2 separate regions of the Mus musculus genome follow, and region 2 is linked to region 1. Evidence: chromatin contacts called from public promoter capture Hi-C data. All regions are on one chromosome and are shown on one strand. Each heading gives the region's core, a stretch centred on a gene start, on an enhancer-like site or on the middle of the called end of the contact. The rest is flanking DNA. Distances are from core to core; before and after follow the strand shown. Region 1 overlaps Xpo6 (exportin 6). Region 2 holds the start of Sult1a1 (sulfotransferase family 1A, phenol-preferring, member 1).

What was found. Promoter capture Hi-C pulls out the DNA fragments that hold promoters and counts their contacts.
Region 2: a contact with region 1 is called in a promoter capture Hi-C map of liver, with 3 times the contacts expected there. The contact joins two enhancer-like sites.

The regions. Positions count from the first base shown.
Region 1 is chr7:126,172,318-126,177,396 of GRCm38.p6, reverse strand. It overlaps Xpo6 (exportin 6), which reads left to right. Exons shown (of 24, transcript NM_001311143.2): 2 at 3,149-3,239. Among named protein-coding and RNA genes, the nearest start is that of Xpo6, 26 kb to the left of the region's middle. Within about 2 kb of position 1,741, at least 27 of the 459 cell types and tissues checked have an H3K27ac peak or open chromatin away from gene starts, as enhancers often do. A contact at or near this core is called in liver, where this site is marked.
Region 2 is chr7:126,676,110-126,681,071 of GRCm38.p6, reverse strand. It overlaps Sult1a1 (sulfotransferase family 1A, phenol-preferring, member 1), which reads left to right and starts at 4,654. Exons shown (of 8, transcript NM_133670.2): 1 at 4,654-4,770. The coding sequence starts at 4,754. Within about 2 kb of position 1,966, at least 9 of the 459 cell types and tissues checked have an H3K27ac peak or open chromatin away from gene starts, as enhancers often do. A contact at or near this core is called in liver, where this site is marked.

The sequences.
Region 1 (5,079 bases), core at 492-2,991:
GTTTTAGTCTTCAAGACCTGCAACAGAAATCTCAGCAGAAGTTGTGAAGCTAGCAGATTGATCTGAACCCTGAGATGCTGACCCTTCCTGTTGCAACTTAGAGTTGTGGGGGCTTTCCTCTATGTTCTTTGTCTCATTACTTGAGAGTGTAGTGCTGTGTGGTGTGTTAACCTACCAGTCTGGATCTGGCTTTGCCACTTGCTTGAAACAGCTGGCAAAGGTTTCCGTGGCCTTCCTGCCGAAGGGGCTGGGGATCTCCAGTATTCTTTAACTGTTTTCAGGTCTCAAATGTATCCTGTTTGTCTTCTACATCTGTTCTGATTGTTTACTCAGGTGAACTCTGGGACTCTTATTTTTAATAGTTTAATGTATTTTAATAACAAACTTACAGAAGACAGACGACATTAAAAACACGTACTTGCATGTAGGACAACTCAGAAAAGTATAGTGAGTGAGCGGAATCTACTGTATGATAAAAATGCTACAAACACCATTTAGTTGTTGTCAATAAGAAATTTACTTATTTTTTAAAAATCCAAATGCTGGCATTGTACAGACAATTTTAACAGGTTTATTTATAATTGTTATAAAGTGGAGCTGTTGAAATGTGTTCGCCGAAACATTCTGCTTGCATTAATGCTTTACATCTTGCATTTATATTAAAAATTCACACACAAGTAAATGTAGAGAAACTGCCAATATCTGATTCTGTTTTCTATGTTTCCACTCGCAATCATATACTTAGGTACTTTTGACTCCATGGAAAAAATATCTAACATTCAGAACTACTGATAACAGGAAGAAGAGGAAAAACAATTTTTTTTTGTTTTGAGAATGAAATGTTTTCCCTCATAGTGGACTCTTAAGCACTTTCTCTGCATATGTGGCATGCTAGCTGGATATCTTTTGGCATAATTTTTACACATTTGGCATGGTTAGCACACAGGTTGATATCTTCAAAAAGGCCAACCAGATAGGCCTCACTTGCCTCCTGCAAAGCACCAATAGCTGCCCTCAGGAAGCGCAGATCTGTTTTGAAGTCCTGAGCAATTTCTCAAACCAGACTCTGAAAGGGGAGCTTGCAGATCAGAAGTTCAGTGGACTTCTGATAGCGTCTGATTTCTCGGAGTGCCACAGTACCAGGCCTGTAACGATAAGGTTTCTTCACCCCTCCAGTAGAGGGCGCACTCTTGCGAGCGGCTTTTGTAGCCAGTTGTTTCCTGGGTTCTTTACCACCGGTGGATTTTCGGGCAGTCTGCTTTGTACGAGCAATGGTATGGGCACCTCCTTACTTACCCTCCTTCTCCTTCGGCTGGAGCTTGGCAAATGAGGCAATGCTGGCGTTAGAGAGGGGCAGCCCTGGGACTCCTTTTTTAACCACTGTAAATGAACACAATTTGAATTTTGATATTGCTGAGAAGTGATAGTGATTCTGTTTGGTACCCTCTGCAGACATGAATGAGTACAGTGGAGGAGATCTGACTACTTTTGTTTTGCAATGCTCCTGCCTGTTTTTATTTCGTATCTAAGACCAAGTCAATATCAGTGTAGCCATCCTTGCCTTCTTAGTTTATCCTGCGGTTTTGTATATAGATCACCATATTTGATCCTTGTAATATCCTGTGAAACACAGTAGTGTTGGAATTATTGAAGTGATCAAAATGTCAATAGCCTGGATCTGTGCTTGTTAGGAAATAGCTGGCGCTGCCTCTGATGGTTCTGCTGCATGTGCACGTTCATGTGCTGCATTGCCTTACAGTTGACGGAGCCTCTTGGGTTGTACCTTAGCCTTCTGTGCCGGCAGTGTGGGAGGCACAGCCTTGACTGGCAATGTTGGTGGTGTGTGTGGTGCTGTTCTTGTAATTTCGCTTATTAGGGGAGATGGCTGAAGTTTCTGTCTCCATAGTAGTAAATGACCGGCTAGAGGCTTCCAGACTTCTCAGAGTTCAGCAGGAAACAGGTTTAAAAGTGATCCTGTTGTCTTAAAAGGCTCTGCTATCTGCTAGTAAAGGACATTTGGGGAAAGGAAACAGTTAGGAAAAGAATTAAGAACTAACTAAAATAACAGGAGTTCTCAAGTAGATAATGCCAATGAGGGTTCAGACATAGCTTGTAGATGTTCAACTTTTTTGCACACAAACTGTATGGAGTGGTTTCCGATACTATTACTTAAAAATGTTTTATGAAATCTGGTCTGCAGTCTAGGTTGGCCTAGAACTTGTTTGCCATCTTCTTGCTTCAGCCTTCTTAGTGCTAAGACCACAGGAATGTGGCATTAGACTTTGCATGGGGTTTAGAATCAAGCTTACTGGTACATGCATCTGTTCTCTTGCTGAGTGAAAAGGAAGTGGAGATCTATGTGCAAGAGGGAACTGGGGTGCACTCACAGCCTCGGGCTGGGTTTTTTCATTTTCTTTTTTTTTTCTTTTTTGAGACAGGGTTTCTCTGTGTAGCCTTGGCTATACTGGAACTTACTCTGTAGGCCTAAAACTTAAGAGATCCACCTTGCTCTGCCTCTGGAATTCTGGGATTAAAGATGTGCACTACCATGCCTGACTCAAGGGCCTCCTTCTTAGCTGTTGTCTCTTCTCAGTCTGTCCTTTGTGGATCTGCAGCAGAAGTTAAACTTTGCGTGCCTGCCTAAGCTTTGTTCTTAGCTGTATACACATTCAACTCCTGGCTGTTCATGTGAGATTGAAAGCTGAATGTATGCAAGACTCCTGAAGCACCTTCAGAAACCACAAGAGGCCATGTGGCTTACCTTTGCCTGTATTAATAATTATTCAGGCAAGGGGTCCCAGGTTGTCTCTGGAGGGCCTGTAGGCCTCCCAGGATGTTTGTTCTACCTCTTCAGCCCAGGCCAGGACTGTTCATTTGCTTTCAGCTTCACTCTATAATTACATTTTGAATTACTTGTTTTTCTCTTCCTTAACATAAATAATTAAAATTACATGGCATGTATTTGTAGGAGATACTAAAGTTGGCTTCTAAGCCAGATGGAAATTTTCCTATTTTTCTGGCTTGCATTATGCATTTGAAGAATGTTGAACCAAGATGTTTTGGGAAGCAAATTACTCTTGTTGTGGACAGGAGTTGGAAGGCACTGAGGGCAGAGCAGTTACTGATTTTTCTCAAATCCCTTTGCCAGGCATCAGAAGAAGCCTCCCTCAGGGCGTTGGAAAGCCTGATGACGGAATTTTTCCATGACTGCACAACCAATGAAAGGAAGCGGGAGATAGGTAAGTGGGGTTTGGGGAAGAAGGAACTGATCCCTTGGTTGGTCAAACCTATATGTGCCCCTTGAATTCTTGGCTGCTTTGCTCTGGTTCATGTTGGGCAGGTAGGGCTTGTAAGGCTTGCACACCTAGCATAGTGATTGGGTTTCATGCTTTTCAGTCGAGGAAAAGCCTCTGCTTTGTTCCTGATCTCAGTAGTGTTGTTGAAAGAGGCTCACCATTAATTCAGAATAAGAACAATTTATGAAAGTGTCAGAGTGGTCACAGTGAGACACAGTGGAGTCTGATGAGTCCCTAGCTGGTCGACCTCAGAGACTTCTCAGTCATGTTCTCTTCCTTCTCTTCCTTCTCTTCCCCACCACCATCCCCATTCTGTGGTTTTCATGAACAAAGGCTCTTCAACAGAGAACATGGAGGTGTAAGTACTTGTTGTCTTGGGGGCCTACTTTTTTGATTTTTATATTCAGTACCATAATAATGTTAATCAAGCACATTAGAAAGAAGATAATTTATTCAAGTATCATACCTGCCTCAGAGACATCACCCACTGTGCTGCTTAAGCAGTCTTTCTCCTTTGAATCCTTTCTTGAACATTCTTCTGTGTGTGTGAGAGAGACTGCTCAGTACTCACTGTATTGTTGCTTCCCTTTCCTTAAGGTCTGTCCTTGCCTCAGAACCTTAAAGACTCATTTCTGTTTCCATTGGCTTGACTCAGTTAAACCTCCTGGTCCAGTCTAAGTACCACCCAAAGTCGTCCCCATGGGGTTGAGACTTTTCAGGTGTCTAGGAGATCTTTGCTCTAGCCTGGTTTTGCTAGCTTCCTTGAAGCATCATGTCATCTGATAGCATGCACCCTACATACCTTTCTTTTCTGAGGAGTACACGGTAGAGAAATAGAATGTGTCTAGACAAAGGGCTAGGAGCGAGGCAGCGCCTGCCTGAGGAGGAGCACCTTGCTTGCTATGCTGGTTCTCTGATTACCCTGATTATCCTCCTGCACCATTGTGACCTCCTCTTCAGGTTTATGCTACTAACATGCTTACATTTATAGTGAAAATGCTAGATACAATTTTTACCGAAATAGACAGATCTTGCTCTATATTAGTCTCCTATAATTTTCCACTCTGATTCTTTCGAACTCTTGTCATTGTAATAGAAATGCCTTTGGTTTTTCTTTGAACTTTTGATTTGCTCATGAAACTTTGTTTACATTTGTGCATTAATGGATTGAAAGTGGAACCTTGTATAAAATCTTCATGTCTGAATCAAACTTTTATGCAGACTAGGGCTATAGCTCAGTGGAATAGAATTTTTCAAGTGGGGATGCTGTGAGATCAGCGTGTTTTGACAGTGGGGGAATGGGCGAAGAATGTAGACCAGGGTGTTGCCAGGATCAGGCTTAGGGATCAGCTGATTTGAGCCCAGAATGTCATTTCCAGTTATAACTCACATTCTCTGGTTTTCTTGTGTCTTTGAGTTACATAGAAGCTTTTAATTATCAGGACATGCCACCATCTTTCACTTTCAGACTTTTTTTTTTTTTTTTTTTTTTTTGAGACAGGGTTTCTCTGTAGCCCTGGCTGTCCTGGAACTCACTCTGTAGACCAGGCTGGCCTCAAATTCAGAAATCTGCCTGCCTCTGCCTCCCAAGTGCTGGGATTAAAGGCGTGCGCCACCACGCCCGGCAAGACTTATTTTTTTTAAACAATTTATGTATGAGTGTTTTGTCTGAATGTACGTTTGTGTGTGCATGGAGGAGGTCAGAAGAGGGTGTAGGATTCCCTGGAACTGGAGTTGTAGAAAGTTAGGAGCTGTGTTGTGAATATTGGGGATTGAACCCAGG
Region 2 (4,962 bases), core at 717-3,216, 500 kb before region 1:
CTGCAAAGTACACGGAGATTGAAACCACCTCTGTGTTTGTTCCTGTGTCACCGCCAAACCCTTTCCCACCTAGCTTTCAAGGACCCCCATACCCGACTGGGGTAGTCCATGGCAAGCCAGAAACTGGAAACAACCTAGATGTCTTTCAACTGAAAAATGTCTGCCTGTGAGTGTTGGTGCCCCCCGTGAACACATGTATCAGACTCCCTGGAGCCGGAGTTACAAAGGACTGTGATATAGGTCCTGGGAATTGAACTCATCCTCTGGAAGAAAAGTGTTCTTAACTGCTCAACTAAATTCTCTGCCTAACTTCTGAATTCTTTCTCCAGCACGCTACCCATTTCAGTATCTTGGATTTGGCAGTTGAAGTGTTACGCTCTTTTAGAGGGACCATCAGACCTTGTTTTTCTTCTTCTGATCTGTGCACCTGTTGGGGTGGCTATGATTGACTGTCATTTGAGGACTCAATCCCCAGTATTCCTCAGGGGGTAGAAGCAGTTCAACCAACCAACAGTAGTATAAGTCAAACCAAATATAGAAATGCACTTTAGCTGAGTGGTGGTGACACACACATACCTTTAATCCCAGCACTCAGGAGGCAAAAGTTGAGGTTGAGGGTAGCCTGGTCTACAGAGTGAGTTCCGGGACAGCCAAGGCTACACAGAGAAGCCCTGTCTAATGGAAGGGGGTGGGGGTGGGGTCAGGAAACTCTCTAAATGTGAAGTCAACTCTGATGCTGTCATAAAGTACAGAAAATAAACTGCCCCCAAACAAGCGTGCCTGGGCAGTGAGGTCTGCTTTACTCCCAGAACCCAGAAGGCAGAGGTGAGCACAACTATATGTGCTCATAGAATCACATCTATGAGCTTGAGGCCAAGCTGGACTACAGATCTATTCCAGGACTACATAACAGAGAGACCCCGTCTCAAAAAACACAAAAAAATAGGTAAAAGTAAAACAGTATTTGAGTGAAAAAAGAGAAGAAGTTAGAATTTGTTGAGGTTGGTCTGCTGTTTGGCATTGTAATGCTAAATTCTGTCCCCTTAGATCCAGTTAGAAGTGAACTTTCACTTTGAGTAGCTTTTGTTGTGCAATCTTATTCCTTAAGTTAAAACTACTGGTAACTAAAGATGTCTGGGCAGAAGAGGGGTAGGAGGGCCTTCAGTTCCCAGGTCTGAGAAGAAAAGAGAGAAGGAAGGAAGAAGATGACCAGGGGTAGGTGCATCAGGGCAGCACGGTCATGAGGACCCGCCAGCTGGAGAAGGAGGCCCAGACAGAAAATGGCAAGTGAGTTCCCGAGGTTATTGACAGGGACGTAGACAAAATAGCATAGAGGGCTGATCTCTGCCCAGCTCTAAGACTTATTATAAATATACCGGCTTGTATCTTTTATTCCGGAGCTAAATGATCTAGGTGGGTTAGAAAACCCCAATTAGTGTTTATTATAACAGGAATCTATAGCTGTAAGAAACAGAAGATAAGAAAAACATGTTAGGAAACAGGAGAGAAAATAGCAAAAATAAAATAAATGTACACTAAAGAGGAGGTATGTGAGCAAAATTAGATAAACATAAGAGGAGAAAAAAAACCCCTAAACTTTAAAAAATAAGATCAAATTGGGAGTGGTGTCACATGCCTAGTACCCCAGCACTTGGCAGGAGCAGGATCAAGAATCACGACCACCCTCAAGTTATGTACAGAGTTTAAGACCACTGGGAACTACACAACACCTCTCAAAGTAAAATACAATTGAAAACAGTGAGAGTATAGAGAGAGGGAAAACACTAGGGTTGTGGGAAATAAAAACAAAAAAAGTGTCTTGGAGTAGCTGCTTCTGGGTTTGAAATGTGGAGCCCAGAAGTCAGGAGAGGCAGTTAAGTTGGAGATTTTCCCACTTTATTCTGTTTAAACTGGTGCTGAGCCCAGAGTTCAAAGGTCAGTCCCTCAGCAGTTACAACCCCTCTTTCTCGTGTACTAGAAAACTGCAGATTCTCGTTTCACTCCAGAGACTCCTCAGCTTGTATACTTTGGGGCTGCTGATGTCTAAGCCCAGATAAGCTTTCTGAGTGCCTGAGATCTAGTACTAGAGGACCCATCTTAGTACCTTCTTCTCTAGCTTAACATCAAACTCCCTGCAGGAAGGAGGCGCTGCATGGAGTTTCCCATACATCTGCACAGCTGAGGTAGTCATGAGCTTGTGCCATCTCTTACTCTCTTGCGATTCTGTTCCCGTTCCTACAAAACTGCACACACACACACAAAGGGTAGGTGATGTCCCCCACTTTAAGAGCTGGCAGTCTTCAGTCACCTTACTCTTAGCTAATGAGGGTGGGGCCACCAGCAGTCAATCTTCCCATTGGATTTATCTAGTCTTCTCATCTACAAATATTTACACAGCCACTGACCTCCCAGGAACTATAGCTAGTAAAACTGATTTGTGGCTGGGCAGTGGTGGTGCACGCCTTTAATCCCGGCACTTCGGAGGCAGAGGCAGGTGGATTTCTGAGTTTGAGGCCAGCCTGGTCTACAGAGTGAGCTCCAGGACAGACAGGGCTACACAGAGAAACCCTGTCTCAAACCTCCCCCCAAAAACTGATTTGTGATTACTTCTTGTTTTTAGCCCCCCCACCCCCACCCAAGTATCTTAGTGCCAAGCAATATGCCTCTTCCAAGACAGAACCAGGGTAGAGACAGACCTTTTAAGTATGCACAGGGCCAAAATGGATTCCTCAGGAGTTCTCTCACACAAAATGCCACATGTGGACTTAAGGTTTAAGCTTGTTCTGGGGATAAAGACACGAACTTTAAATTAAAAAAAAATAAAAGTCATACACACATATATTGTTTATGTGCAAGTGTGTACACATATTTATGTGTCATGTAGCAGTCAGTTCTCTCCTTTCATTGTAAGAGTCCTGTGGATTGAACTCAGACCATGAAGCTTGGCAGCAAGTGCCTTTACCATCTGAGCTATCCTGCTGGTCCAAAGCTGGACCCTTTGGTCTTTATTCTTCTTTCTCCCTGCTTCAGTGGCAGCAGGTGTACCAGCAAAGCTTTCCAGTCTGTAACCTGCGAGCAAAATGTTGGGAAAGATACAGTTCTGAGCTGCAACTCAACACTGTCCCTCCAGCGATGCGGCTCTGCTGGTGGCCCTCTGTATAGGTACCAAGTTCTGAGAGGATCCCCTCTCCACTGGTACCAGTTCTCTTCATAGGTGCATGCTAGTAGATCCCATGGCTCTAAGGCCTGGCACTGGATCCGAACGCCCACCCACAAGAAAAAAGATGACATAATATATGAATATATACATTCATACCTGCAATCTTAGCCCTTGACATGCTGGAGCAGAATTGCCACAAGATCAAGTCTACCCTGGATTACATGGTGAATTCCTAGTCAGCCTAGGATCCAGTATGAGACCTTGTCTCTGTCAGTTCCAAAGCCAGCATTCTTTAGGATCTCTCGAAGCAGTTCTCCTCTACTAAAGGAGCCATTCCCTTATTCTGGCAGAAGGAACAGATCTGTGGTACCTATTAGCACACTAAAAGGCATGCTGGCATCTTGGCTCCTCTCGCTCCCCTGGCCCAGAGGCTCCCTTTCTACCAGCTTCTCACTGTCCTATAACCCAGCTATCTCAGCTACGCATCCCCCAACCCCACTCTCCAAGTCCTCGTCTTTGTCTTCATCTCTTGCTATCCCATGCCCAAACCCACTTCTCATGGCCAAGTCCAGTTTTCTGGTCATATTCAGTCCACTTCTTTCTCTCTGGACTCTTCCAGATCACTATGGCTGAACTCTCCCTAGCATCTACAATAAAATCCTCCCCTCAGTCACACCTCGGAGTGGTCCTGTCATCAGTCTACATAGTCTCAAACAAACACAATTTCCTCTAGAGAAATGGGAAGTCTTGTCCTGATGCCCAGCTTTGCACAGCTCTCCTCTGAGATGACAACTCTGTAAGGGTCAGGAGGTGCACAGCTGTGGTACAGGAGCCTCTGCAGCCCCAGTGCAGCTTGATATTGCATCTTCACTCCAACAGCAGACAGAGGTCAAGGGGGCACTCCTCACTCCTGGAGGTGTGTCTCTCCCAGCTGCAGCCTCTTGTCTTTGCAGAGGGTGAAAATCTTTCTAGGGACTGATCTCCACCAGTCACGTGTGGTATTGGATGAGGTAGACTAGAGCCATGAAGGCAGGGGCACCTTCCAGGGCCTTTAGACTCACACTCCCATGAACACCCCTCCAACTCTGTTGCACCTCTAGTTCCTTGACCTTGCTCCTTCCCATCATTCTGGACTTTCCCTGACGTCAGAGGTTCCAGGCATCGCTGTGGTTGCTCTGATCGAAGCCCAAGGTGTCCTCAAGACTGGCTTGGAGCCAGCAGGTGTCCCCATCTGGCTACTTTCTTCCCTATGCCAGAGTGGGTTAATTAGAAAAGTCCCATTGTTCTACCTTAAGTTTAGGTAAGTTAGGAAGGAGTCAGAAGCAGAGCAAAAGAAACCCACTGTCCATGCTGTGGCCTGATTGGTGTTTTGTTTTGTTTTGAACAGGCTAAACCCACAGTCCACAGTATGGTTAACAGAACCCTGCCCTACTCCACCTCCTCCCCTTTTTGTTTCTGGAGAACAGCCAGTCCTAGCACTGTTTCCACTTCCTCCCACTTGGGACACAAAATCTCCAGCTCAAAGACCAATTCTGCATTCCCCACATTGCAAAGCCTACACAAAGATCCCTACCACTGAGCACCGAGGGAGGCATGGCTCAGAACCCCAGGTGAGTGGCAGAGTGGGGTGGCCACCTTGTCCTGCCCAGATACTGGTTCCACTGCTCTTCAAGTGCCAGCTAGTCCTTACACTTTGATTAGTCTGCCTGACTGCTGCCTGGGCCTCTAGCCTCTCTACTTTCTCCATGCATACCCCACCTCAGAAGAGCAACTGTGGTTTGTCTGAGTTCCCCTCCGCTCTG